6 separate regions of the Mus musculus genome follow, and all the other regions are linked to region 5. A link is a contact called in public Hi-C and promoter capture Hi-C data. All regions are on one chromosome and are shown on one strand. The core of a region is the stretch at or near the end of the contact, and the rest is flanking DNA. Distances in the headings are between cores, read along the strand shown.

Evidence for each region. Promoter capture Hi-C pulls out the DNA fragments that hold promoters and counts their contacts. Hi-C and Micro-C count contacts between places; a contact is called where the count stands out from the background.
Region 1: a Hi-C map of the N1E-115 cell line shows a contact between it and region 5, with 7 times the contacts expected there. A contact is called at or near these places in 1 of 39 promoter capture datasets (hippocampal neurons), 2 of 484 Hi-C or Micro-C datasets (the N1E-115 cell line and cerebellar granule neurons) and 2 of 9 other capture datasets (embryonic tail and embryonic trunk).
Region 2: a contact with region 5 is called in a Hi-C map of the N1E-115 cell line, with 6 times the contacts expected there.
Region 3: a contact with region 5 is called in a Hi-C map of the N1E-115 cell line, with 21 times the contacts expected there. A contact is called at or near these places in 3 of 484 Hi-C or Micro-C datasets (the N1E-115 cell line and cerebral cortex) and 2 of 130 datasets of targeted methods (acute myeloid leukemia and astrocytes).
Region 4: a contact with region 5 is called in a promoter capture Hi-C map of hippocampal neurons, with 5 times the contacts expected there. A contact is called at or near these places in 1 of 39 promoter capture datasets (hippocampal neurons), 3 of 484 Hi-C or Micro-C datasets (cerebellar granule neurons, cerebellum and cerebral cortex), 6 of 130 datasets of targeted methods (astrocytes, differentiating embryonic stem cells, embryonic basal ganglia and 3 more) and 1 of 9 other capture datasets (embryonic trunk).
Region 6: a contact with region 5 is called in a Hi-C map of the N1E-115 cell line, with 8 times the contacts expected there. A contact is called at or near these places in 1 of 484 Hi-C or Micro-C datasets (the N1E-115 cell line) and 1 of 130 datasets of targeted methods (microglia).

What each region holds. Positions count from the first base shown.
Region 1 is chr19:14,869,443-14,873,717 of GRCm38.p6, forward strand. No RefSeq gene overlaps it. Among named protein-coding and RNA genes, the nearest start is that of Tle4, 270 kb to the left of the region's middle.
Region 2 is chr19:16,597,393-16,602,029 of GRCm38.p6, forward strand. It overlaps Gna14 (guanine nucleotide binding protein, alpha 14), which reads left to right. Exons shown (of 7, transcript NM_008137.4): 3 at 1,548-1,702. Among named protein-coding and RNA genes, the nearest start is that of Gm41811, 16 kb to the left of the region's middle.
Region 3 is chr19:14,954,150-14,958,425 of GRCm38.p6, forward strand. No RefSeq gene overlaps it. Among named protein-coding and RNA genes, the nearest start is that of Tle4, 360 kb to the left of the region's middle.
Region 4 is chr19:14,888,852-14,893,409 of GRCm38.p6, forward strand. No RefSeq gene overlaps it. Among named protein-coding and RNA genes, the nearest start is that of Tle4, 290 kb to the left of the region's middle.
Region 5 is chr19:15,798,726-15,803,302 of GRCm38.p6, forward strand. No RefSeq gene overlaps it. Among named protein-coding and RNA genes, the nearest start is that of Gm24319, 120 kb to the left of the region's middle.
Region 6 is chr19:16,323,897-16,328,572 of GRCm38.p6, forward strand. All of the region lies in intron 3 of Gnaq (guanine nucleotide binding protein, alpha q polypeptide), which reads left to right. Among named protein-coding and RNA genes, the nearest start is that of Mir496b, 11 kb to the left of the region's middle.

The DNA.
Region 1 (4,275 bases), core at 264-2,763, 930 kb before region 5:
TCATTTACTTGGCTTTTATTGGGGGGGGGGTCTGGAGAGATGGCTCAGGAGTCACTTAATTGGTCCTGTAGAGGAACATAGTTTGTTTTTTAGCACCCATAGGGCAGTTCATAACTATCTGTAACTCCAATTCCTGAGGATCTTGCTCTCTGTCTGGCTTCCTTGGACACACACATAGACACACCTGTAGGTCAAACACCCATGCGCATAATTTTTTTAAATAAATGTTTGTTAGAAAAAAAATCCTGTTAGGGTTTGAATCCCAATTTCCCCCCTATAGTCTCATAGTTTAAGCAATCATTTCCCACTTGTGGAGCTATAGAGAGAGACTGAATAACCTTTAGGAGAGGTGAGCCTGTCTGGCAGAATGAGGTTGAGAGGGCAGGCCTTTGAAGGTTGTAGGTTGGTCCCTGGTTCTTGCTTTTCTCTTTGCTTCTTGATCTGTTTGTAATGCGGAAAGCCTTTACCACACACTGTTGCTACCATGAACTAGACTTTTGCCAAACTTTCCCTTCCATGATGGACCAAAATCGCTCTGACATTATGAGACAAAACAAATCTGCTTTGATGATTTCAACTTTAATTTATAGCATCCGTGTGAGCTGGTGTGTGCTGCCTGCATTTTTGTCTTCTGCCCATGAGATGGTTTGTGCTGAAGGGAGATCAGTGACTCCTGTGACTTCCCTCCTACCTTCTCATCCCTGAAGTTCAATCTTTTATTCTTGCCCATTGAGACACTTTGCCAATCCTGTAGTTTTTCAAGTCTCTTTGATATTCAGATAATCTAATTTCTGGGTTTTTCAAATCCAACTAAATCTTAACCAAACTTCAACCTCTTATTCAAAAACCTCTCTCCTTTCTCAACTCCAGTCTCTACTCAGGCTCTGGAAAGAGCTGTGAGGAAAAGTATTGCTCTGTTGGTGCTTCTTTCTCTGGGGCTAAATCAACAAGAAGCAATAGGGGGCAGACCTCAGTGGCATTTGGCAGGGTGCTGGTTTATGCTTCTTAGCAATTGAATACCACTTAAGGCACATGTCCAAATTCCATGTGAAAGGGTTTAAAGTGTTCTTCATGTCTTTGTCCCTGACACTACTTCACCTCTGACTTTGATTCTCCTATCTCTCTGCCAAATCTCCCCTTATATTTCTGTTCCAAATTCTAACTCTGTGTGTGTGTGTGTGTGTGTCTGTCTGTCTGTCTGTCTGTCTTTCTCTCTGTCTCTCTGTGTCTTTTCCTCTCTCTCTGTCTCTTTCACATTTGTGGGACCCTAGGCAGAAGTATAAACAAAACTCCAAACTGCATAGTCAGCCCGTTTGACCATCCAAGTCAAGTTAAAAATGGTTTGATAAAACATGTTGTGTTCGCCATCCTTAAAACTAATGCCTTCATAAGAGCAGAGGATTTGAGAGTCTAAGGTCTAAGGCAGGAATCCTTCATGCCTTGGTCTAAGGAGCTCTACTGTCCTTGAGCATGGTCAACTCATACCCACATGCCTTTTCAGCCTTCAGTTTGCTCAGAGAGAAACTCACACTATTTCATACTCAAGCCTGGAAGGGTTGGCTGCTCCTAAGTGTCTGGTAGCTGTGTGGCTGGGGTTGTCGATAAGAAACCTGCCTCCCTTCAATCTGGTAGCTTACTTGCACCTTCAAGGAGAGCCTTTGCTACTCATGAAAATAGCTTGTCTTCACTACTGTGTCTGCAGTACTTTGAATATGCTTGGGACATGATAGGGACAGTCTAAATTTGTTGAATAACTGGAGCAGTAGAAAACATCCTGTTCTTCCCCTCCTGAGGAATTTCCTTAGACAACAGTATTCTGATGCCCATGCCTGCCCACCACACTGATTATTCTCCTCAATTCGTCCCTAGGCTCTCATTTGTGGTGATGAGCTATGAGTCATCAAGTCATTTAAAGCCACCTCTTAGCTCTGCATGGATGAGCAGTGGGAGGTACCAACTGCTTTCTTGGGCTTTAACTGGAATCTTAAGGCAACAGGAAATGCTTCATTTAACAAGTTCTGTGTGATTTGCCTGGTTCATGTCACTTTAGCTGCAGAGGGTAGATTTGAACCCAGCATTAACTGCTTTCAACGAGACAAACGTTCTCACTAGACCAGGCTGCACTGGAAACCATGGTAACAAGTCAGGCAGGGAGCCTGCCTATGGGAGCCTGCATCAGTGCAGTGCAAGTCTCTCTGCAGCCCAGGGCAGCGTGATTGCTGACTGCTCAGATCAAATCACTGGCTTAGTGACACACAACTGTTTCAGTATCTCATTTGGCGGCTGCTTTATGTTCACTGTCAGATGCTGGACTCAGGGGATTGGGGGAAGCGCCCCCAGCTTGTTTGAAAGTTCAGTCAGTGGTTGCACAGATGACTTGAGACCGTTTCTGTGATCAGCTGTTCTGTGATTTGCACAATTAGAACAGCTTTCTTGCCGGAAGCCTTTGAAGAACAATTACAAAAACAAATAGCAGTCACAGTAGCAGAAGTCATAGCAGCAGAAAGAAAAGAAAAAAAAAAGGAAAGAAGACAGACAGAAGTACCAAACAAGACAGATGCCCCTCCTCCACCCTGCCAGGACCATGCACATCCTTTTGTGGAAATGTTTTCATGCCAGGCCTCAAAGGGTCAACCTTATTAAGAAAAATAGCAGTTAGCTTCCTATGCAATTACCACAATACATTGTAAACCATTATTCTGTAATTTTTCAGAAATGAATAACTAGAAGAATTCTCTCTCTGGAAATCTATTAACATTTGGACAACAAAGCCAGCAGTGATGTGAAAGGCATGGCTGATTGGAATGGCATGGGGGCAGTCCCTTGCTCATCTGCCTTGCCTGGATGCTGGTCCCACAAACAGCAGCCTTTTCCCTGTCCTCTGATCCTGATGGTATCTTCTTTTCCTTTTTTTCTCCATGTTTTATTATCTAACTGTGCTTGAATGAGAACATTCTAGATCCTGGTAATCAACTCCCTAACACTACCGGGGTACATTATAATTTACCACATTAGAAAACAGCCTACCTCACTTTGTAGACAGGAGACTACAAGGGATTAAGAGGTCAAGACACAAAACAAACTGGAAAGCCATGTCAGAACGCTCTTCAGACCATCTTCTTTCATATAATTCCAACATGCGTCCTCTAGCTTCTCAGGTTACAGTGTGTCTCACCCAGAGTTTATTTGTAGTAAATAAACACAGAGAGCACATGTAGACGATAGAAAAATCAAAACATGGAAAGAAACGAGCAGAGTGGTGTCACCTAAAATCTCAGGGAGTACAAACATCTATTAGCATTTTCATGTCTGTTCCTAACTCTCCCTTTAAATAATTTTAAAGATGGCAACATATTAGAAAGACTGTTCAGAATTTTTTTTTTACAGTTTCTTATAATTTATATAAAGTATTCTAATGATTTTTATTCTTATTCCTCTCTCATTCTTCTGCCTCCTACTCTGAATAGAGCTACTATCATCAAGCCCCACTCCCACCCAAACTCTTTGTATCTCTCTCTTTCTCTGTCTGTCTGTCTTTCTCTCTGTGTGTGTGTTTGTGTTCCTCAAACAACAAGAAATACAAGTTAAACCTTGAAGAAAGACTGCTTTTAATTAATTAATTAATTTTTACATTTTCTTATTTACTTGTGGGGATGGGCTTGTGCGAAGGTCAGGACAGCTTGCAGGAGCTGTTTTTTTTTTTTTTTTTTTTTCCCCACCAAGTGAGTTCTGGGCATTGAACACAGGCTGTGAGGATTTGACAACAGCTACTTTCACTCACTGGGCCATTTGCAGGCCCGAATGATTGTTTTTAACTTGATTTTTACATTTTCTTTGTGTTCATACATATAGAAACTTCTCTGAGACACACTTGATTTATGAAGTTTAAAGAATGAATAAAGTTAAGTGTCGGAGAGCATAGTCGTGTTGTGGCTAATTGCAACAGGAAACATTGGGAGAATCCTTAAGGTGCTCCTCTTGGTTTCTTCGGTTCAAAACAGATGCATTTTTTAAGAGGTGTCCCCAGAGGGCTCCTGTCCCTGTGGGCTCTGCCATCAGATTGGATCTTTTTGTAGTCATTGACATCCCCCTGCTAATCTGCTCATGACACTCCTAGGCATGGCATTTTCCACCCACCATCTCCCTTCATCTCTTCCTTCCTAGTGGGAAAACCGGTGAAACCCCTCCTGTAGTAAGACTAAGCAAAGGCAGAAATTGCAGTTCTATGTCTATGCCACAGTCCAAGGAAATCAACAACAACAACACCAATATCCA
Region 2 (4,637 bases), core at 104-2,603, 800 kb after region 5:
TGCTGGCTTGCTCCCAAACTCTTCTGTCTTCCAGTCTGACTGCTTCTCCCTGAGACTCTTAAGACCAGCAGGCTCACTTTATTCATCTGCTTCCTGGGCATACATTGATGCTGACCAACCTTCCCCCTCCCCCATCCCTCTATTCCCCTCATCCTCCCCCACCCCCCCTGCCATGTAGCATGGCAGTGCCCCACCCAGTCCTCTGTCAACTGTTTGGCTTTAATTCTCAACAGCAAAGCTGGACTTCATTGTTAAATTTAAGAAAACAGCCTATGGTGCATGACATGCAAGAAGGGGCGGAGTTAGCGAGGTAACTGGCTGAGAGGCACCACCGTGAATCCCCAGATTCCTCTGTGGACTCCCCCCTCTCTGCAAGGCGTCTCCCCACACTAGTCATATCCCATGGCTGTGGATTTCTGACATGCTACATAGATACATGTGCCACATGTGTTTATTGAGCTCACATTATCAAAGAAAGCACCAACTGCTTGCAGAAAAGGAGCTGAACTCTTGGATAAAAGCACAAGTGAGATTTTTTACTCTGCTTTTGTGGAGTTTTCCCGGACTTGTTTGAAGACAGAGGCACATGGCCACTTCAGATGTAGAGGGTAGAGGGCAGTCATAGGGCAAGAGGAAACAACAGAGCGGCAATGGGAAGCCAGAAGGTTGGGGACAGTACCTATGCTCTACTCAAGGCCCTCCAGGACCCTGGATCACGCTCTCTGGCTAAGGACAGTGGAAGGAATCACATGCAGAGGTTCAGGTGCGATGGATATGCGCTAGGATTGCAAGTGAGAAGTATCCACTGGGCATACACTCTCACAGAGCTCCTGCCTGTAATCCTTAGTGTGCTAACGGAGTAATAGCTACAATAAACACTGTCTAGTAGTTGTCGTGCAGAGCAGGTGATCTGGGAGTGGTTCCTAGGTGGGAAAGAACTGTGCGCTGATTGATGCACAGGACTACGTGGCTGGCATATGGGAACTTTCTGTTGAGCTGAAGATTTCTGCTGAATCTTAATGCTGCTCTACAAAGTAAAATCTACTTCAAAGAAATACAAAGAAAAAGAAAAGGAAAAAAAAAAAACTTAAGAGGGAGAAAAAGGGCAGGGTGACAGTTGGCACTGATTTTTCCGTTTACAGAGAGAGTGTGTCCCTGTTCTTACACCTGGGGCCAGTCCACTTCTAACCAAACAATCCTGGTTTGTGACTGATACAACAGTTTATGTCCATTGCTGGCTACATAGATGTTGGAATGAACAGAAAGTGGGAAAAGTGAAAGTGGCTACAGGGCGTGGGTGTCTCTGTTCACACCTGGGTGCCGGGTCTGAGCAGCTGCCTCTGCTATTGCTGGACTGGAGGCGCAGGTCTAGTGCGGTCTGTTTCACGTCTCTAGACTGAGCAACCAAATCACCCCGCCTAGTCTTCTGGTTTCTGAGGGTTTGGCTGTGCACAGCCCAGCACCTGTCAGAGCCCTCCACCCCAGATCATCCCCTTATCTGTCATGCTTTTCTGTGCTCAACGTGGTATTTCCTTTCCGTTGGACAGGAAAATGCCCAGATCATCAGGGAAGTGGAAGTAGACAAGGTCACTGCACTCTCTAGAGACCAGGTGGCAGCCATCAAGCAGCTGTGGCTGGATCCCGGAATCCAGGAGTGTTACGACAGGAGGAGGGAGTACCAGCTGTCAGACTCTGCCAAATAGTGAGTACTCAGCCGGCAGCTGCTGCTAAGCCAACTCTGCAAGGCTTCACTTCCCAGGAGGCAGAGAGGCAGGGGGTGTGGGTGGGGGTGGGTGGGGGAGTGAGGATGTGTGTGGGTGGGTGTTTCCCCTGACCTCCTGGCCTGCTTCTTGGCCTCTTCTCCCCTAATTCTCTGTCCCAGATGTCCCTTGGGGTTAGCAGCCACCTTCTCTCACCCAATTAAGTTGGAGATTCCTTTAGTGGAACGGATCTAAGTTTTGGAGCAGAGGTTATGATTTAAGCAAAGAACACACCTGCCTGTGGTTTTTCCGCTTTCTTCCTCTCTGTATCCCTCTGGAAACTGCAGGCGGGCTTAGGCTTTGCTTAAATTGGTTGCCGATCTTGTAGTGCCCTCTAGTGATAGACATTGGCATTGCAAGACCAGCACACAGGCCTCTCGGCTGGCTTATTTGACCCTCTCAGAAAGTCAACCACTTAATGTATTTGGGATCCATAAAGCTTTAGATTTAAACCATCAACATCATCAAAATTTCTATCGCATACTATCTTGGAGATATCACAACATTTCTTCTTTCTTAAGAGTCCCCTAGGGCTGGCTGTGACCCACAGGTGACTGAGCACACAGCTTACTTCTTGGGGTTGCAGCTTGTTTATGCTCCTGCAGTTTGGTTCCTCCTCCCAGGACCACGAAACTCCCCAAACCCACTCCGTTCCTTTTACATGTTGGCCTCTTCCTGAACTAGCTTGGACTGGACAAAGCAGCTGTCAGGGAAGGCATCGTTAAGGCCCATGGCTTTTAATGACTTTGCCTAGACATTTGTCCCATGCAGCACTCAGTTCAATCCAGCTTGGCACAATTGATCTAATTACATCAGCAGAAAAGCACGATGTCGGGGGGCAGGGTGGGGGGAGAAGGAAAGAAACCACTAAGACGCTAGACTGGCAGCAGAGAGGGGAGGAAGCTAGCCTCCCAATGAGATGAGCATTCTGTCCAAAAGCTAGTGGGTTCTCCTGTTTCCTCCCAGAAGCGGCCCACTGTTACTGGCTCTGAGATGAGCCTCTGGATTTACATCCATTTGGAGAACGCTTGCCAGAATGACTGTAAGATTAACTCAGCGTAAATCTTGAAAACAGAAGCAAGTCCGCTCGCTGCCAGGCGTGTGAGGGGTGACTGGGGAGGTGAACAGAGTTGTACAGAAGACAATAGCATTTAATAAGGGAAGTAGTTGCCAGCCTTGAGCGTCATGGATATGGTGGTTACATGCCTAGCTACCAGCACTGGAGAAGTGAGAGCAGGGGGTCAAACATTCTTAGACATTCTCAGTCAGGTGAGTTTCAGGTCAGCAGGCAACCTGAGTTAGACCCTGTCTCAAAATAGCAAAAAAAGCAAAATGAAACAGAACAACAACCCCCACCCCCACTATGACATAAGTTACTTGTGCATTTTCTTGGTCCAAGTCAGTGGTTCTCAGTCATCTGCTAGTAATGTCTGCGTAATTAGATGTCATTTATACTGTGCAAATGAGTGTACCAGATAGTGTGCTAAGGGCTATGTGGCAACCAGTTAGTGACCTCTAATCTCAGACAATGTAGTCTGCTGGTTCAGTCAATCAATCAATTAATCAATCACTGTAGTGTGTCTTCCTTGCCTCCCACTTAACCTAATTTTGGACCGCTTTCCAGAGTCCCTAGCAGATGCTCCAAATCACAAATGATACTGCATTCTGTATTTGTTCTTTACATACATAAGCATGATAAAATGAACTTATAAACGTAACAGCAAGAGATGGACACAGGCTAAAACTAAGGTAGTTAAGAATAGAGCTACTCGTTATTGGCAGTGTGACCCCATGACACAGTGTGAGAGCTGCGACAGCTAATGAGTGACTGGCAGGTGGGCAGTGTACACAGTGTGGCTACACTAGAAAACGTGTGTTTCCCCCCTTGGCACAGCCACCGATGTTATCTTACTACTCAGAATGGCACTAGACTGAAAACTTATGAGTTCTTGTCCTTAGCTTTGCAGAACACAAAAATCATTTCAAAGACGGATCATTTATTTCTGGCATTATTTTCACATTTCCTAAATTTGGGTCATAAATGGCCATGGGCATTTGTAAGCGTGAGGTGGAACATTGGATAAAGGGAGAAGACTGAGTGCAGTAAAATAATAAGCTGGGGAGCAGGCCCAGCATTTTAAATCTCTAGGTGGTGCTACAGAGAGCAGCAGAGCCACCCACTCCATTGCTAGTGAGGTCTTTTGTAAGGACTTGAGTGATTAAACAACTTTTGAAGACACAGTCTGGAGCCTAGGCTGGCCTTGAACTCTCCACATAGTTCAGCATAACCCTGAACTTCTGGTCCTCCTAGCTTTCCTCCTGAATTCTGGGATTGCAGACATGTGCCACCACATCTGTTGTAGAAGGTGCTAAGGAATTACCCCGGGTTGTGTGCATACCAGGCAAGCACTCTGACACCCGAGCTTCACAGCCTGTCTGAAGGGCTTTTGTTTTTGTTTTTGTTTTTTTAGTTCTTAGAACTTTAAAGGTAACTATATGCATAAGAAAGACACTCATATTGATTTATAGAATGCAATTATGTTTAACTTCTCCTACACAATCTTGACCAGAAACTTGGTACATGGTTTCTAATTAAAAAAATAATAACAACAACAACAACAACAACAAAAACCCTGCAATCTGTTTCATCGCTATCTATTACAAATGTATAAAAAAATCCTCCATGAAATGCTGCTGATGGCTGCGGAACCTTGAGAAATATATCTTTGGCCTGCCTCAGAAAAGTAATAAATATTGCACTGTAAAGGTTTACAAAATTGGCGCAAAATAGTGTTGTAATGTCCCAATGCCAGTTTTAAGAGTTCAGTAATAAGGGGAGTCTATGGGATGTGCACAGAAGTGCAGATGCTATCACAC
Region 3 (4,276 bases), core at 767-3,266, 850 kb before region 5:
GGAAGAAAATACCTGAGAAGGTTACTGTGCATATGAAAATAGGAAGAAAATGGAGGCTGTGTGTTCTCTAGTGTCTGTTCCTTTTGGATGGAGAGAAAGAAGGCTCCGATCATGGGCTCCCTCCGTCTGAAGGGGCCTCTGGGCCAGTGCTTGGCTGCACTTTGGAGAGCAAGGCTCTATGGGAAGAAGCTCTGGGACTCTACTAACATAAATAAAGGAGGAAGGAAAGAAGGGAGAACCAGAAAGAAGGGTGGGAAGAAAACCAGATAGAAAAAAGAAAGGAGGAAGAGGAGGAGTGGGGTGGGGGGAGAAGAAAGAAAAATGAAGGAAGTTTGATTGGAAACCATTAATCTAAAGTAAGTCTCCTGCTCTGATCTCCTCCAGCCTCAAACGCATATTAAATAAACAAACAAAGGGACATGGCTGTCCTAATACAATTTTATTTATAGGATGCTGAAATGTTCATTCCATATGTTTTACATATCAGTAAATAAGATTCTTTTCCTTTGTGATTTGGACGCATAAAACTCATTTTTAACTCACATAGTCTGGTATGCAGTCTAGGTTTTGCTTTTAGTCTGTTCATTATTCCTCAAATTTCCAGCTAGAATTAGGAACCTAAAGATGGAGGAGCACTATACACCACTGCTCTGCTTGAAAACCAGTTTCCAACCTCATCCACAGCTGGGCAGGGCATGCCAAGGACACATTGTCATTAACTAGACACAGTGGGTCTGTGTGTCCAGGAATAAGTAGGTGGTGGGGCTTGGTGAATCTCATTTTCTTGCCGGTAAGTCAAGATATGTTTACCTGGCATTTTGATGGTGAAACAAAAGCTACAGAAGCACTCTTATGTAAACTTGGTATACTATTATATACTATTAAAGAAAGTGCAAATCTATCAGGAAGAATCTGAAACCCCTCCACCCCTACCCCCATGCAAGTGCCACAGACTGAAAGGACTGCCTGGGTAGGAGATCTTCCCTAGACAGTGATAGAGCTTTCCCCATCAATCTCCCTGCATCCCGGCTTCTGAAGATTGGCTGGCTCACCTTGTTAGTACACGGAGGAGACTGCTTCATGGCTCTTTGCCGGCTGTCTCCATATGACACAGCTCACAGAGTTATACCTCCCCAGCCAAAGCCTGTGCTTGCTCCTAGCTTAATAGCTGTCTGACAGAGCACCCTTTCTACAGCACAGCATCAAAAGTGTTCTTCCAAAGGTCAGACGCAATATGCCTGTGGTTAGCTCATTTGGATATGTAATCAGTTGTCTTCCCAGGGGAGGCAGGTAAGAAGTTTTGTGAGAGGACCTCCTCTCGCTTGCTGTAGTAAAAACATTTCTTAATATTTTAAAAGTGCCTTTACAAACATGAATTTTAATGCATCCCACCGAGCTTTTCTAAGCCCGGTGTTTCTCTGATGACTGTCATCCACCCTTATCCTCTGCTACCTATAGTGACTAGGCACCATCGCACTACATTTTGCCCACCTTCCTGGGTTCACATTTTCTTCTGAAAGTGTTGAGGTTTCTATTGTCAATGTTATGTTTCCCTACTTTTGCTCTGCTGAATACATCTATGATTTTTTTTTTCACAAAGAATAAAACAATTCCTCACAACAGAGGCCCTACTTTCTTGTTTCTGACACTATTTATTATAATTTTGTATGCTTCATCTAGTATACACATTTTACATTTTCTTTCCTTTCTTCTTGTTTCCAGAGCTTGCTTCCTAGAGCAGAGTTAGATACAGACATTCTCAACTAAGACACTTTGGAGAGGGCTTTGCGCAAGCACTTTTTAAGAATTTGGTTAAAAATGTAGTCACTCTGCCTTTAGGTTTAGGTTAAGCCACATCATTGCTGCTAGTGAATCAGTCATATGATATTTCTGCCACTGTTCTGAGCTCTAGGGTTTCAACCTCTGCCAGGCTTCATCTCCCTATGTTCCTGTCATTACCACACCACCAGACCAACGGCTTTCCCGTGAGCAGTAGTGAAGCTTCACCATTCTGTGGTTATGTCCTTTCATTCCCACCCCCCTTTTTTCCCCTCTAAATCTCCTATTGTGCAACAAAATGCTAACGTTACATTACAATCATCCTCACTGGAGTTTGACACTGGCAATGCTGACAGAGTTAAAGATAACTTTGTAAAGCCTTCTCATGAAACTTGGACCACAATTTTTATAAAATGGGGGGAAAATCACTCTTAGCTAAGAGGTAGGAAAGAGCAGCTTTTTTTCCTTTGAAAGGACTTTTCAGTAGTTTTAATAACAAGCCGTTCTGGGCCTTTGCTATTGTGTCTGAGAGGCAGCAGTATCCCTCACTTCTGCCTTCTGAGCTTGAACAGTGTCACTTGAATTCAATTAAGTACAGCCCTCCGGTTACTTTTATCTCAGGGTCAGCTTCTAATTGCAGGGATTGTAGCCAAGCTTCTTCCCAGCCCCCGCTGCTCTGTGACAGCTAAGGCCATAGTGTGACACAGCAGAAAGCTGGTGGCTGTGGCTGTGAGGAAGGACAGAGGTGAGCATCCTGGCTGTCAACCTGTTTCTATAAGTAAACTGCTCTTCAGAGTCTGTTCTAGTTACTGTAATCCTAGAAGACAGAAACCAGTGTGAAGATGTTCTATTTATTTATGGTAAGGTAGAACACCACCACCTCACTTACGAATAAAACCCAGCTAGCAGTCTTGCTGGACTGATGACCACCAGAACACAGACCACAGTCTCTTGAATATTGAAAACTAGGTAGGCAAGCCACAGCTGGGTGAATGTTGGCGCACAGATTAGGACGCTCTCACGTTTAATCCTGAAATGCACGTACCTCATAACTGCCATGTGTGCTCCAGTGATTAGAATTCACCCAGGTGAAGAAGGCAACTGAATTGTGTGGGGGCACTGGCTTCCCACCTGTCTGCAAGTGTGCAGGAACACCAGAGGCACTGGTTAAAGTACAAATGCTCAAAGGATCGAAGACTGGTGCAAGTGCAAGAGAACAAGGAGCCTGTCTTCCCTGAAACCCCGCTGCCACCTCCACCCCCCTGCACTATCCCTGCAGCCCTGGAGACTTTCAATTGTGTTCTTAATCATGCTCCTTGAGACTGAGTAGGGGACCTTGTAATTCTCTGTATGAGTCAGGATCACAGACAGGCTTTTTCCTGAGCATTTAATGAAATGACGGAATACAAAGAAGTGAGCAGAGTTAAGGGGAACAAGCCTGCGGGTGACGCCACACCCTTGTGCTCAGACTGGTGGGAGGCCATTCTCCATCTCAGAATCAGCGTCAGAGCAAGGAGTATGTCGGGGAGGAGCATTAAAGACCATCTCATCACTGAGGGTCGTGAACTGCGCCATGCTGTAGATAAGAGCGAGGGAAGAAACAGACCTCTTCCGGGCTCAATCTCGGGCTTTCTGCAGTGGTTCTTACTGGCTGAAACCAGCTGACTTCAGAGGCATGCCAGGCCCTGCTGATTCAAGCCTAGTACTAGGCCAAGGACTAGTACTAGGGTGGACAGGGCTAAAGAGACAGGACACTGGCATGTTCTCCTCACATAACCCTGCCTCTGCATTTCCCTCAAACTCTTGGCTTTCCTTCTTGATTTTCAACTCCGGGCCTTATGCTCTCAGTTTCCCTGCTTCGCAGGATTTCCTCGCTCAGCTCGCTGTGTGTGCCATAGCATAGTGCGATTGGCACGGAAGGTCGGCTCCATATGGGGCCGGGCGGCGCCTCCCATCTACCCTGCACAGCTTTGCTCAACATCCAGGGTACGCAGAGCACTCGCTCCTGCCAGCGCCTTCACCTGCGTGGGCTTTGTAGTCTCAACTGCCTTCCGGAACAGGAAACCTTTTCGGCACCAATATTTTGAAGTCACGCTTTGAGGCTGCAAATCTGTCACTGTTATATCCTTTCACATAGTGCCGTTTATATTTTGAGTGTTGCGTAGTAAATTGTAATTGCCACCAACTAAAATAGATATAGGAAATAGGAAGTGTGGGCATTTCTCATAATTTCCCATTCTCGTTGAATCTTCCCTTCGGTGTGACTGCAGTAACAGCTCTTGCATAAAACACCAAGGAACATGTTGGCCTGAACCGAAGAAAACTGCTGCGTATTCTCAGCAAATTCCATTAAGCTTATAGTTTTAGGCCTAGTCGATTTTCTCTCCACTGGAATTTTGAAGATGCCCATTGAGAATACATCTATTTGTCAAAGCCCAGTTGACTAATTTAAATTGCTGTGAGTGTGGTCACTGGGAATGCATGACCAGATGAAGAA
Region 4 (4,558 bases), core at 325-2,824, 910 kb before region 5:
ATGCAATTCGACGGAATGTTGTCAAAGCAGCAACTAATGGAATGAGTTTTGTCTCCCCCACAGTGATTTGGATTTTGGTTCTGTGTTCACTCATCCATGATAGTGTACGGAACAAAGAGGGAGAAGGCTAAGTAAAGCAAGCAGTGGGGGTGGCGAGGGTGGGATAGAGGAGCTGCTGGCTATTAAATTGGGAAGGTAAATAGACTATGATAGTTGCTGATCCCTAAGGGCCATATCCATTTCTCTTGAGTAAAATTTACATGCATCACTGTGTATAGAGCTCTCAGTGAGTTCAGGTTGGTATGGTAATGTACCACAGGCTGTGTGGCTTGTAACTAGTAGAAATTTCTCACCTCTCTGGAGCCCGCAAGTCTGGGGTGGAGAGCCCGAGAGAGTTCTCTGGGACTCTTTTGTAAGGACGATAATCCCATCCACAAGGGTCCCACCCCATGACCCAATTGTCTTTCACAGACTCCATTTTCTACTACAACCACCTAAGGAGTTAACATTTCAAAATACAAGTTTGGAGGCATAGTGACATTAATACCAACAAGGAGTTTAGAAGAAACTACATCTGCTAACTTCCTATCGCATGTCAGGTATGGGGAATATACCAGGAAGAGTGTAAGAGCATTTTTCTTTCGTAGTTTCCTTCTGAAGGTCTATATAATGTCCTGATTAACTGCTTATCCATGTAGCTACCTTGCAGAAGGCAGAAGGCAGCTTACAAAATGCAAACATGAAGTAAGAAACACATACTGAGCATCAGTTGAGAGGTGGAGGCATGGACACAAAGGCATCCTTGTCTCTCTGTAAGATCTTCTTCCTACCCAACACTGACTGGAAGCCCATAACAAAGGCAGGCCACCCCTTGGTGACTGTATCGATTTCCTTTCTGGCTCACAGGCTATTTCTGCGGTTACACATACCCACAGCATAGCCAAGGCGCTTCTCTATTCCATGCTATTAGGGAGGAGAGAAGGCTGTACCTACCCCAGACTGGTCCCGTCATCCTCTGTCCCATCTTTTGTGTCTGGAGTTCATACTGCCTTTTGTCATTTCTGCCAGTGGAATTTTCAAAAGCAAGAATCCAACTTCCTTTGGCCACTCAGAGAGTGTACAGTATATTTGATGTCTGGGACATCAAACAAATGCTTGTGCTCACAGTGCAGAAATAATCCCAGACAAAAGACAACTGTGGCTATGCAGAGAATACCAAAGAGACAGGGTCAGGAAATTACCAGGCAAGCCAAAGAAGAGGCTGTTCCACAAACTCAGTTCACCAGTGAGAACAGAGGGGAGCTTGCTGCCTACACGCTCAGCTGATAACACCAGGAAAGGCTCGTCAGGCCTGAGTTGGATCCTTCTTCCAGACCCAACTTGGAATAGTCGGGGGAAACCTGCGCGTGGCTAATTAATAGTGAACTCAGCACGTGCACCCCCAAGGAAAAGACTGGTCCGAAAAGACTATGACTAGACCAGCCAAGGCTCTGATGTGAGTCTACGAGGAGAGTCTCCCCTCCCCTTCTTGTGCTGTGGCTTCCCCAGAGGCCAGGGAGCCGACGGGAAGCTGGGGTATTTCAGCACTCTGCTCTCTCTTTCTCACTTGCTCTGATGGTCCACCCCTTTCCATCCCCCTCCTCGAGGCCTAAGAATTAAGGGGTGAATTAATTGGAAAGGTGGGGGGAGGGAAAGTCAGGACCTGGGAACTGCAAATCAAAGGAGCCTGTCTCTCCAGAGGGCTCAGAGGGAACCCTGTTCACAATAGCAGTTCAAGTTCACCTTGTGTGAAGGGAAAGAGGTGTTTTAATGGCACTGTAGGAAGAGGGGAGGAGAGGGAAAGAGGGATAGAAAATCAAAAGAGAGAGAGGGAGAGAGGAGAGAGGCGCAAATCCAAATGTCGATGTGTAGACACAGTGAGGAGAGCCTGCTGGCTGACAGGGTGATTTATTGGATTCTTCCACTTAATCACTGCCGGCCTGTGGCCAAACGGATCTCCAGCAAAGCTGAAAGGCAGCCGAGGGAAACAGGCTCATAAGCATAAAGCCGCATAATGGTGTTCAATGAAGTGTGAGACTTTTAGTTCAGTCTCGCTGAGCCGGCCGCACCGCCGGAATGTCAAAGAGGGATTGTGGGTGGAAAAATTATGGATTTAAACTGCTAGCTGTAAATGAGGTCAATATGTCTGGTTCATAAACAGTCCGAGCCTATTCCAAGAATGCAGTGAGGGGGAAAATTAGCGTGAAGCCAACACTGTAGACAAACCTCATTGAGATATAATTGCAGCTATAAATACAAGCGAAAAGCTTACCGAGTGCAATAAAATACAGACACGCTTTTTTATTTCCGTCTTCTTCCTTCTTTGAATCCATGCATTTGTTAAGGCTGCGCATCTCTAATGCGCCTTTCATCTCCCCCTCCCTCTCCTAGTGACACCCAGTGTTGCAATTAATTGAGTGTTCTTGATTTCTCATTCCATTTTATTCAGGCGAGATTGGAAAAAATCAAAGAGCACATCTAAAGCATTTTCTCCCCCTTTGCCTCTCTATTTGAATCAGGTTGAAATGTGCGTGTGAGGGAGAGGAAAAAAAAAAAAAAAAAGCCGTGCTTATTTTTTTTCATGAAGAAGAAAGATCCAAGGAAAAAGGCTTTTTAAAGTAATACATCTGTGAGGTCATTTGAATCTCAGTTTAATGAAGGGAATCAAAGACATCTATAGAGTCTTATGATGGGGATTCCTGCGGGGGGGGGGGGGCACCTTATCTGGCCTCGTGAGACAGTGACTCAAAATTAATATATATTTTTTCACGTTCTCTTTTTTCTTTTCAAACTCCAGAGAATCTCATTACTTTGTTTTGCACTTGAGCTCAGGGGACAGAGGACAGACATTAGCAAACTTACTTTGCCCGGTTTAAAAGCCGATACAGTAATAAATTGAAGTCTAATAGCTCTGGTCAGGCTGTCTTTCCCCTAAACCAATTGATTTAAATGGCAGTAATTTGGCCAGCGAGGCTAGTCCTGTTTAAATTAAACCCATTAATATAATAGCTCAAGTCCTGAATGAAATCCATCTGCAGGGAAGGCTCCACCGGTCAGTAGTTTCATAACTGTGAGGGGATGTCCTGAAACGCCCACAGTCGAGCAAGCAGGAATTACAGATTACAGGCGAGACCCTGGTGTGTGTGTGTGTGTGTGTGTGTGTGTGTGTGTGTTGCGGGGGGGGGGGGGGAGGGGAGAGATAGAGAGAACACACACATTCAAGTGAGAAACTGCCCTGATGATTCCATGGGAAATGACCTTGGTCATTAACAATGAGAGGTTAATTGTGTTAATAGCAGCAAGCAGAGTTCCTGTGGGGAAAGCCTGAAGCTTCTATCTCCCTCCCATCCCATCTCACAAAGGAGATGCTTTTCCTTTTTAACTGTTCTTATTAAGCATCATAGACCACCCAAAAAAGCATGTTTTCCTTTCAGTGTGGACCACAACCCTTTGCCACTGAAGGTCTGCATGGGTGCAGATTTCATCATTGGATATCAAAATAATGTCTGTACTAAGTACACAGTTGGTTCAGATGTGGGTTCTTTGCAAGTTTATGTTAAGGTGTCCACACCAGAGGGCTTGGTTTGAACATCAGGAATGTAGCCGGAGTTCTCATCTCAGAGTCTGAGTTAGTGTTTAAATCAGAGCAAATTGTCTGCCATCTGTTCAAAAGGGAGCACGCTTCTTAAGCAGACCGGGGAAAGCCTGGCCGGGGGAGCTGTGGAGCCCTGAGGATTTCACCACGCATGCACATTTGACAGATGTCAGTGAAATAACATGGATGTCCACCAAAAAGATGAGACTTTCCGTTAGTACAGTAGGAGGTGGCTCAGGTGTGACCACAAGACTGGGGCTGAGGATCTGGGGTACTGGAGGTAATCATGGCTTTCACCCGTTTCCACACCTTCTGTTTATATGATTGTCTAAGCCTTGTGGCACTCTTGGACACCCTTTCTGAGTTTATTTAATGCCTAAGAAGGAATTAAAAATGGAAATGCTGCTCTGCTCATGACTCTTGTTGGGGTCTATGAGAATACATAGGAATGAGCTTGGTCTCTACAGCGTGGAGCATAGCTAGACAGCAGCAGTTCTAGTCATGTGAGGAATTATATGACTTTATTATATGCATTATGTCATTGTAATTTTGTTCAAAATCTAATTTTGAGAAAAGATTGCATAGTTGCACCCAATGGTTAGTAGATATTTTCCATATTTTGGGCATTGTGATAGGGTATTTTACATAAGCTGTTTAATTTATTTCTCAAGCACTCCTGTGGGTGGAGCATATATTCTTATTTTTTATATCACAAAGGAAGAAACCTAAGTTCTATTTGTAAAAGTTCTAAAGTTCTTTGGGAACATGTCTCCTCTTCCCCCAAGCTGACTCTAGAGTAATTGATTGGTTGATATTCCTTCCTTTCCTCCTTCCTTCCTTCCTTCCTTCCTTCCTTTCTTCCTTCCTTCCTTTCCTCCTTCCTTCCTTCCCTCCTCCTCTCCTCCCTCCCTCCCTCCCTCTCTT
Region 5 (4,577 bases), core at 1,541-4,040:
TGATTCATGAGCATGTGCAAAAAACTAAACTAGCAACTGCAGCTTTCTCCTCCCCAGCATTTACGGCCTGAGACCACTGCCTACAGAAACCTTCTACCAAGACTAGTGAACTTTTTCTCCTGTGTGATATACAACGTGTAAAAGCACTGGGGGCTCAGCACGTTCATTGTCATTGTAAGCATCACTCTTCCAGAGGGCACATGGCCCACTCGACCCCAGCTTTTCTCTGTCCCCGTGCCTATCCTTTCTGTTCTTTCTGCATCATCTTACCACCCCGTCATGTTTCCAGGACTAAGGATGCAGCACATTCCTGAAGGGAGAAGGTCTCTCGGGCTGCCTACTGGAGGTCCTGTGACAGATGTTTCTATCCCATGGGTCTTTGAACCCATTTTGTCGGGAAGGGCTGCTTCTTAACTGGCTTTCAGACCTCAAATTTTAACTTTGTAAAAGCCACGATGACTCCAACGTCATACAAACAAGCAAGGGAGAGGCAGGAAATTCAAGTCTCAAATTCATTCACAAGCATAGCTCCCCCTCGTTTCCATTCACTGTCCTGAGGAAGAACTAAGGCTCACAGAAAGGAAGGAAGGAAGGAAGGAAGGAAGGAAGGAAGGAAGGGAGGGAGGGAGGGAGGGAGGGAGGGAGGGAGGGAGGGAGGGAGGAAGGAAGGAAGGAAGGAAGGAAGGAAGGAAGGAAGGAAGGAAGGGAGGAAGGAAGGAGGGAAGGAGGGAAGGAAGGAAGGAAGGAAGGAAGGAAGGAAGGAAGGAAGGAAGGAAGGAAGGAAGGAAGGGAGGAAGGAAGGAAGGAAGGAGGGAAGGAGGGAAGGAAGGAAGGAAGGAAGGAAGGAAGGAAGGAAGGAAGGAAGGGAGGAAGGGAGGAAGGGAGGAAGGGAGGAGGGAAGGAGGGAAGGAGGGAAGGAGGGAAGGAAGGAAGGAAGGAAGGAAAGGAGGGAGGAAGGAAGGAAGGAAGGAAGGAAGGAAGGAAGGAAGGGAGGGAGGAAGGAAGGAGGGAAGGAGGGAAGGAGGGAAGGAAGGAAGGAAGGAAGGAGGGAAGGAAGGAAGGAAGGAAGGAAGGAAGGAAGGAAGGAAGGAAGGGAGGGAGGAAGGAAGGAAGGAGGGAAGGAGGGAAGGAAGGAAGGAAGGAAGGAAGGAAGGAAGGAAGGAAGGAGGGAAGGAAGGAAGGAAGGAAGGAGCAATAATAGAAGGGTTCTGTTGGCATCAGCTATTTGCACTGTCTGACATCCATTCAACACTCTCTTGACTAAACAGCTGTGCCCAGTGGGCACAACCCAGGGTTGACATTTTATTGGCTTATTTCAAGAGGCAGAAAGCTGTGATTCTATATAGCCATTGTCACCTTCTCTTCTCTGAGCACAGGGCCAGCTTCAATAGCAGCTCACCCACCTGGTCAAGTGAGACATGGTTGTCCTTCATGGCATTGGCTGCCACACAGTAGGAGAAATAGCCACTAACAGTCATAGCACAGGTCCTCCCTCTTCAGTAGCTCAACTGATTTTTCTTGAGTTTATTTAAGCATATTTTTTTCTAAAGCTATTGTAAAAGTCCTAGTCTGATTCTAGTTTGACCAATTTAGGTCAAATACTTCTTTAGGAAGAAATAGCATCATGGGGCAGAATATACAGTGTTTCGTTACACTTAAATTCCAGATAGACAACAGGTTTGTGTGTGTGTGTATGTGTGTGTGTGTGTGTTCCATATAATATCTCAGATACACTTTAATAAAAGAACATAATCGTTTATCTAAAATTCAAAGTTAACTGGGTCTCCTTTCGGTTTTATGGCTGTTGCTTTGCTAATTTGAGCAAGACCCTCCATCAGGAGCCCAAAATAGGTGGAAATATAAAGATTTTTATTACATCTGGATAACATGTCCACCACCCCAGCACAGAAGACCAAAGTCCACCTCACTAAAGACACATGTCCCCTGAGGAAAACCAGGTACAAGTCTAGAAGACGAAGGACAGACATTGATCAGCCAAACACAGCAGATCTGTCCAAAATCGAAGTGGGTGTGGCTATGGAAAAGGAGCGTGTGGTTTCAAAGGTTTTCAGGGGCGGGGCTGGGGGGGGAGGGGTGATGTGGGCCAGCTGAGGGGGGGGGGAAGAAAATTGTGCAGGCTCCTTCTCAATCTCCTAAGGTTGTGTTTTTAGCCGTACACATTTGCCAGATTGCTTGAAAAAAGGCAACAGCTGTGGGAACTGACAGTTTACAGTTGGGATAAATCGCATTAGTGAAGTATTTCAATTAGAGTGATATCGAACTAAAAAACCAAAGTCATCCCTGAACAAATAAATTAGCACTTCAGTTCGTGAAGTGGAAGATTTCAACAGCGCCTACCTGCCCATTGTTGTGCTGATAGTTCCTGATACTGCCCTTGTAGGGATGGCGCATATGTCCTGCTAGAGAAGGACAATTAGTCAGGATCAGTCTATAACTAGGTATTTGTTTCATTCCTGACCAACAGCCAAATTTGGTCTCAGATCAGCCTGAAATGTCCCTAATGGTGCATCAGAGAGCCTTCCTGCGGGGTCCTGGTACAGCCCACCAGCAGGTCAGCCAGACGACACAGGGCTGGACTCTCTTTCCCAAGCTAATTCATCTACACCGGTAGCACTTTAAAAATCAACTCAGAGACCGGTCTTGCAGCAGATGCTTTTTCCGCCTGCAGAAGATGAATGTGAAGAACCACAGCTCCCTTGTTCTCTCAGGGTCGGGGCCAGCTCAGCCCACAGACTGCAGGCAGCCAGGGGCTCTACAAAAGCCTTCTGTTCGCCTGGCCTCCTTTTCCTTCCCACCCATTCTCCTCCTCCAACATCACACCCGGTTCTCCCAACTCCCCACCCCAGCCTGAGTCGCAGCAGAAATTTTTCCTCTGCTAGCTAGTGATTCCGGCTAATTAGGTGGCTGCTTTCATTTACTTCAGCAGTTGGAAGAGGGGCTAAAATAGCATTGCCCCTATTCGTGTTGGAAAAATAAATCATGCCCATTGTTACTCAAGATCTTCCTCTCCCCCTCCTTCTCCCGCTCCTTCTCCCCCCCTCCCCCCCCCCCCCGCCCCCCAATCAAGCAAATTAGCAGCTTGGTTCGTTTTCCTGGCATTCACTCCAGGGCAGCCAGCAGCACCCCGGAATGTGGCTTGAAGGTGTGTGGTCAGTACAATTGTTTGGAGCTGTTTGTGCCAACAATGGGAGGAAATGCCTGTCTTCCAGAGGACACCGAGTGGCACTTGTCTTCCTTAGCTTAAGGAGGTCTTACCAGCTGCTGCCAAGCCTGGCTTCTCAGGAAGAGATACACCGCCATCTATTGGTCACGGAGGTTAACGGCAATGCCTTTCTCTCCCATATTTGCTCGAGGCCACTAAAGGACAGACAACAAAGCTTCTAGTAAGTTCTAAAAATAAGCTGATTCTTTGTACCTCGGAGTAAGACGGCGTTTTCCTCTAAGGTTGCAACTCTAAGTGCAGTGCAGCGCGTGACTAATACTTCCGCTGTGGGGCGCTTTCCGTGATGCTGGTTTCCAGGTCTCAGGATGGTTGGCTGGCATTGTCTGAAAGAGCTTGAGGCTCACCACTTCTCCATCCGACCTCAACTATCTTGGGTATCAGCACTTCTGGGTAATGGTTCTTACGCTGTAAACCTTCATATCATCCTTCTCCCACCCAAAACAAGCCCAGTTTCTAAGACTGCAAGATGGGGAGGGGCATTCAAAAGCTTCCTGCATTCAGAGACACTTGTCTGTGCACTGAGGATCAAATGCCAAGTCTTTTTGCATCCTGGATCCTGAAACAAGCAACTCCCCTATTCCTGACAACAAATGCTTCGGCTGCCTTTTATTTCATTCTGTTCTACATACATGAAGGACATGATTGCCTCCCTGGTTTCCAGTTTTAAAAAAATCCTGATTTGATTAGCGTTTGTGTAGAGATGGACGATCATATACAACCAGTCCATCGCAATATGTTGGGTTTGGTTTGTGACTCTCAATCAGGGTGACTGGCATGACATCCAAGAGTCTTTGTTATCATATTGGAACATTTTGGATTGACACAACTTGACAAGGTGTTGAGCGTTCTACAGCATTCAGGAGAGACCCACCACTAACACACACAGCAGAGAGTTATCCAGCCCAAACTGTCAATAGCACAGATGCACTAGGAGTCTGGTTTAGAAAAGGGGGAGGGGGAGGGAGGGGGAGGGAGAGGGAGAGGGAGAGGGAGAGGGAGAGGGAGAGGGAGAGGGAGAGAGAGAGAGAGAGAGAGAGAGAGAGAGAGAGAGAGAGAGAGAGATCGCCCTCTGGTAATGGGGTTATGATAACATTGATTGTTCTCAAATGAGCCACACCGCAGAGACAGAGGATAATTCTCCTTCTCCCAAGTCAGTATTTACTGCCTTTTTTTCTTCTTTAGCTCTTCCATTTTAAACATAATTTAGCTGTCTTTTTCCCCCCTTCTGCTGCTGGGAAGAGAAAGGGTTGGAGGGGGAGGGGAAGGCAAAAAGAAAAGGAGGATTAGAGGCTTGACCTGTTTCTCGGGAAGAGATGCCACATCCCTCTCTCAG
Region 6 (4,676 bases), core at 970-3,469, 520 kb after region 5:
CTGGATTGAATGCCCCGCCCCTGCCCCCAGCAGTGCCTGTACACAGCACGGAGTGTCTAGTACTAAAGATGAGGTAAATGGCCAGAAATGTTCAGTAGTTTCTTTGGCCTTTGAGAATGAGAGCTGTTTTCTGCCCCATCTTGATGTCTAGTGCTTGACTGATGGTGGCTAAGAAGACTGTAATTGGGTTAGCGTTCTGTAGGAAAGATTTGATTTTGTAAGATAAAACATGCTCCCAACTTGTGACAGCCCTGCCCCCAGCATAGATGAACAACCCAGGAGCCTTGCTTTCTTCAAGGGATCCTCAGAGTCTTTGAGCCTCCTTCCTTTTTGGCTCACTGCCTATTTAGCAGCCTTCGTACCTGACTGGCGGACTCTGATAATCTTGGTCATTATTACTGTATCTTCTCAATTTAAGACAGTAAACTGAAAGGCTAGTGGAATTGTTTGATGGTTAACAGCACTTAGAGCTTTTGCAGAGGACTCAGGTTAAGTTTCCCATATGGTGACTCATAAGATTATATAGTAACTCAGGTTCCTGGGGATCCACTGCCCTCTTCTGGATTCCGAATATGTGCAGGCAAAACAATTCTATACATAAATAAATCAATAAATGAATAAATCAATAGGTTCAATGTTGTCTTGTTATATGTTAAGTCAAATTAGGATGGCCCATCCATCAGTCTCTGGACATGGTCATCATGCTTGAATGTCAGGGCCTGGTGCTACAGAGTAAACCTCTAAGTTAAAATAATATGGCCTTAGGAAACTGGCTTGTGTTTAGAGTTAGCTCTCAGCTGTGGTCAGTGGGACTTCTCATAGGCCCATTGTTCATATCACCAGTGGGTATGTGCAGTACAACTGTACTCATTGCTACAGTACCACTCCTTTAGGAAGGGATTTAGGTCTTTTATCATTTGGTTCATTCCCACTTTCAAAGAAGTTATTCTCTGGTTTACCATGGACTTTGATTAAAAGGTATTAGTTGAAAAACTAAGAAAATTCTGTGCCATTTCTGATTTCTTTACTCTTATTTCTTCTCTTTTCTGCCTCTAGCATCCCCCACCCTTTTGTGCACATAATTCCCTACTGCAGTTCATGATCACCTATCCTTTCTTATTACATTCTTAGTTAGCAAGTTACACTTGGGTACTTAATTGTTTCTCAATTGATTCATCTGTACTATCTTTGCTTCCCAGGTAGTCTGACATCCCTAAGGCAAAGAAGTATATTTTAATGTATTTTCATACCAGTTCCTTGTGCCAGCCACCAACTCCCATCAAAGACACGCGGAATTAGAATTTAACATAATACATTCTCATTAAACAGGTATATGTTATCTGAATTAAGCATAGTCACTGCACAGCAAGGCAGATAAGAAGCAACATTCTATTGTTTCTTGGTGTTTCAGAATTGGGTCAGAATTAATCAACACCCTTGAAAGCTGTCTTACAAGAAAATAAATTAGAAAAACTCAGTAGGGGAACTAAGGGCCTCTTTTGCCTTCCTCTGTCTCTCTCTTTGGATTTTGTTGTTTCCTTTTGTTTCCTACTTAAGAGACAGTCCATTTGTGTTGCACCAGTACAGTACCTCAGGCTCCCTGCCACAAACAATCCTGCTTAGCTCCCCTCTCCCCACCCCAGTAGTAAGGGCTATAGGTGTGCATTGTTGTGCCTGGCTGTGTGTGTATCTAATACAGGCTTTGTCTGTTTCTTTGTGCAATATAGTTGTGAATCTGTTGCTCTTGGCCTTGTCCTGGACTCAACACTGGGGTCTGCCTGGCACACAGAGTTGCTCGGTCCCACTGGTCTCTTTGATAATCATTTTGAACAGTATGTATATAGAATTAATATGTTGAGTCTCTTTCCTAAATGCTAAGTTCTTTTCAGGATACTCAGGATATTTGCTAAGGGGAAAAAATACTTTGTGAATTGTTGTAGTTCTTTTGTCAAAGAGAGTCGGGACCCATTCTCCCTTCCCTTTCTCTTTACTGTGGAGATTACTCTCCCCTGAGATAACGTTCTGAAGAATCGGGATCCATAACACTACTTTGTGGCCTTTGCCTTGCACTTGGGATTTCCTATGAAAAGCAAACAACGTTATGTCCAAAACTACCCGTAATAAATGCTACCGGTCACTGAGCACTAGCCATGAGGAACGCTTACTTCCCTTTTACCCACTGAGTTCACTTGAGACGGGAGTGCTTGTGTAATGAGTAACTGCATTCAGCTAACAAGCTGAACCAGATTCCTGGCCAATCAGATCAGAGGGAGGAGGGCCGCTCCATCCAGGCCTTCAGACCTGGGTTGCTTTGAACCTTGTCTCAGGGTAGTAGATTTCAGAACTGTCACTAAACCATTTTTTAAAGGTCTCTCTAACAATGTTCCAGTGGTTTGGTTTTTTGTTTTGTTTTTTTAACTCTTTTTCTCTGGAATTTTGTGCTCATCCAGCTCTGGACAGAGCTGTGTCTGGGCTTCTTCCTTGCCTTCGCTGCTTTCTGACAGTCAGATAGGATCTCATGGCATGATCTAGCTTTCTACTCCCAAGGGACTGGGCCTCTCACAATGAGGTCTTGTTAATTTTTTTTAATGAAGGCGACCTAGTTTTTGTAACCTTCTTTTTAATAATTAAAAATATGAAGCCTACCCAGCATCATTTTTCTGTGCCACGATTTTATCTTCATATCGAACTTGAACTGCAAATCTGTAACATGGCAGCCTTGCCATGGAGACACTTAATAGGGGTTAAAATCCCCCAGTGCCAAATATCTGCCCAGTGAGCATGCTGTTAATGCCACAAGGCACTGTTTTATCTTGTGTTTAGCTGGGTTTGCATCACATGCCAGAAACTTCTTTTCTTACTTACTACCCACAGGTCCTTTTTTCTTAATGGTGTACTTGCTAAGGTCTGTCTATATGCCTCTAACTTTTTCTTTAAAACTTTTTTTTAAAAAAAGCTAGTTCACTTATATGTTGCCAAATCTTATTCTGGGTTGCTTTCATTTAAAACTGGGAGGGACAATTGAGTTGTTCAAAGTTACTCTTATGCTCACAGTAGCTCAAATTTGCTATGGACAGACAATCATTAAAATTAATGATCACTTAGAATCATATCCCAAGCAAAAAAAAAGTCAAATTTAATTTGATTTGGTCATATTATTTTACCGAAGTCTCAGCTTTACTCTTTACTTTTAATAATTCAAAGCATGGGTATAGCTCCTTTTTTCTAAACTTAAAACTTTATTGTTTACAGCAAGAGATGATCCTGAAGTTAATTGTAACAAGAAAGCAAGCTAGTGGGCGTGGCTGCCTTCATCCACTCATGTATTCAAACATGCTACAGGGAGATGTTTGGGGATTATTACTTGGAATTTTATGATGACTTAACCCAAATAAAATCTTGGGCAAACTCCTTGCATAGCCCATGAATTTATCCAAGAGCTTTCATATCTTTCGCTTCTACCATAAAGCTGTAAGTCTAGTGTGCCATTAAACTCCAGGTGACTCTGTTGCTGTGGGAGAGGAACTGTGAGATTACTTTAGCTCTTTCTTTGCCCTCCCTTCCTTTTACTGAAAACCAACAGAACCCTATATAACTTTGCTCCATTCAGGAGATTCTCTCAGACATGTCTGTTGATCGGGTCAGCCTCCTCGGTTGTCACTGGACTGGATAGAAAGCCAGGGGAGAAGCTGTACCCTGGTGAGTGTGGTTGTACCAGTTACGTCATCCCGTGGACAGGGCTGAAGTCAGGAAGCATATCTCTAAATGAAGTTAAACCAGTGCTGCCCTTCCTCTGTTGTATTGAAATTTGTCAGTCGTTTTAATTCAGAATTTAGTTTTTACATAATGCAGGCGAGCTATGTCCCAGAAGTGTAATCACATAAGGATGGGTAGCTAACAGCCCCTTGGCTCCTGGGCTGGTTCCTAAGGAGTTCTCTACTTGCCTAGCCATTGCGCATTTCTCATAAAATAGTTTTCATTTGAGCAACACACTGAGCGTATGTTCCGTGGCTCCCTGCCGAGTGCTGGTAAAACAGCCACAGAAAAAGCTAGTCATGGACCCTGACCACTGAATCTGAGAGCATGTGGAAGAAGGCTAAATATGTTTAATTAACAAGTTCCAAATTATTTGGTGTCTTAATATAGCAAAAAGTCATCAAAGGCCTATAAGATAGGAGTAAAGAGGACTTAAACAGGCAAACCTACGTTTTCTAAAGCACTCTTAGATGTGGCTTATCTCCCAGATAATTAAGTCCCATGTATACCATGACTTCTTCCTGTCTCTGACATCAAGGAAAGATCTTCCGCCAGCTACCTTTTACACATGCATTGCCTTGGCAATGTGCCTGTGCCATCACCATAGCAACACTCTCAGAATGACCTCAGCAGCCACTCAGAGTCAGTCTTACAAAACAAATTATTTCTATAATTAACTCTCTGAATTTACTCTGTAATATAAATTTGCTTAAGCCCTGGTGCTTCTTTTTAAAAGGTTAAATGAATGGAATAATACAACAGGAACCCACCCACCCCCCATTTTCCATCAGTTTTGCTGAGAATATGAAGTATTTCAGTGGAAAATAAAGAGATTAGATATTACTTTATTCCATCCAAAATGTGGCAGGCACAAATGAGGAGGATATACGTAGTACACTAGAAACCCCACTTCTGGGGCT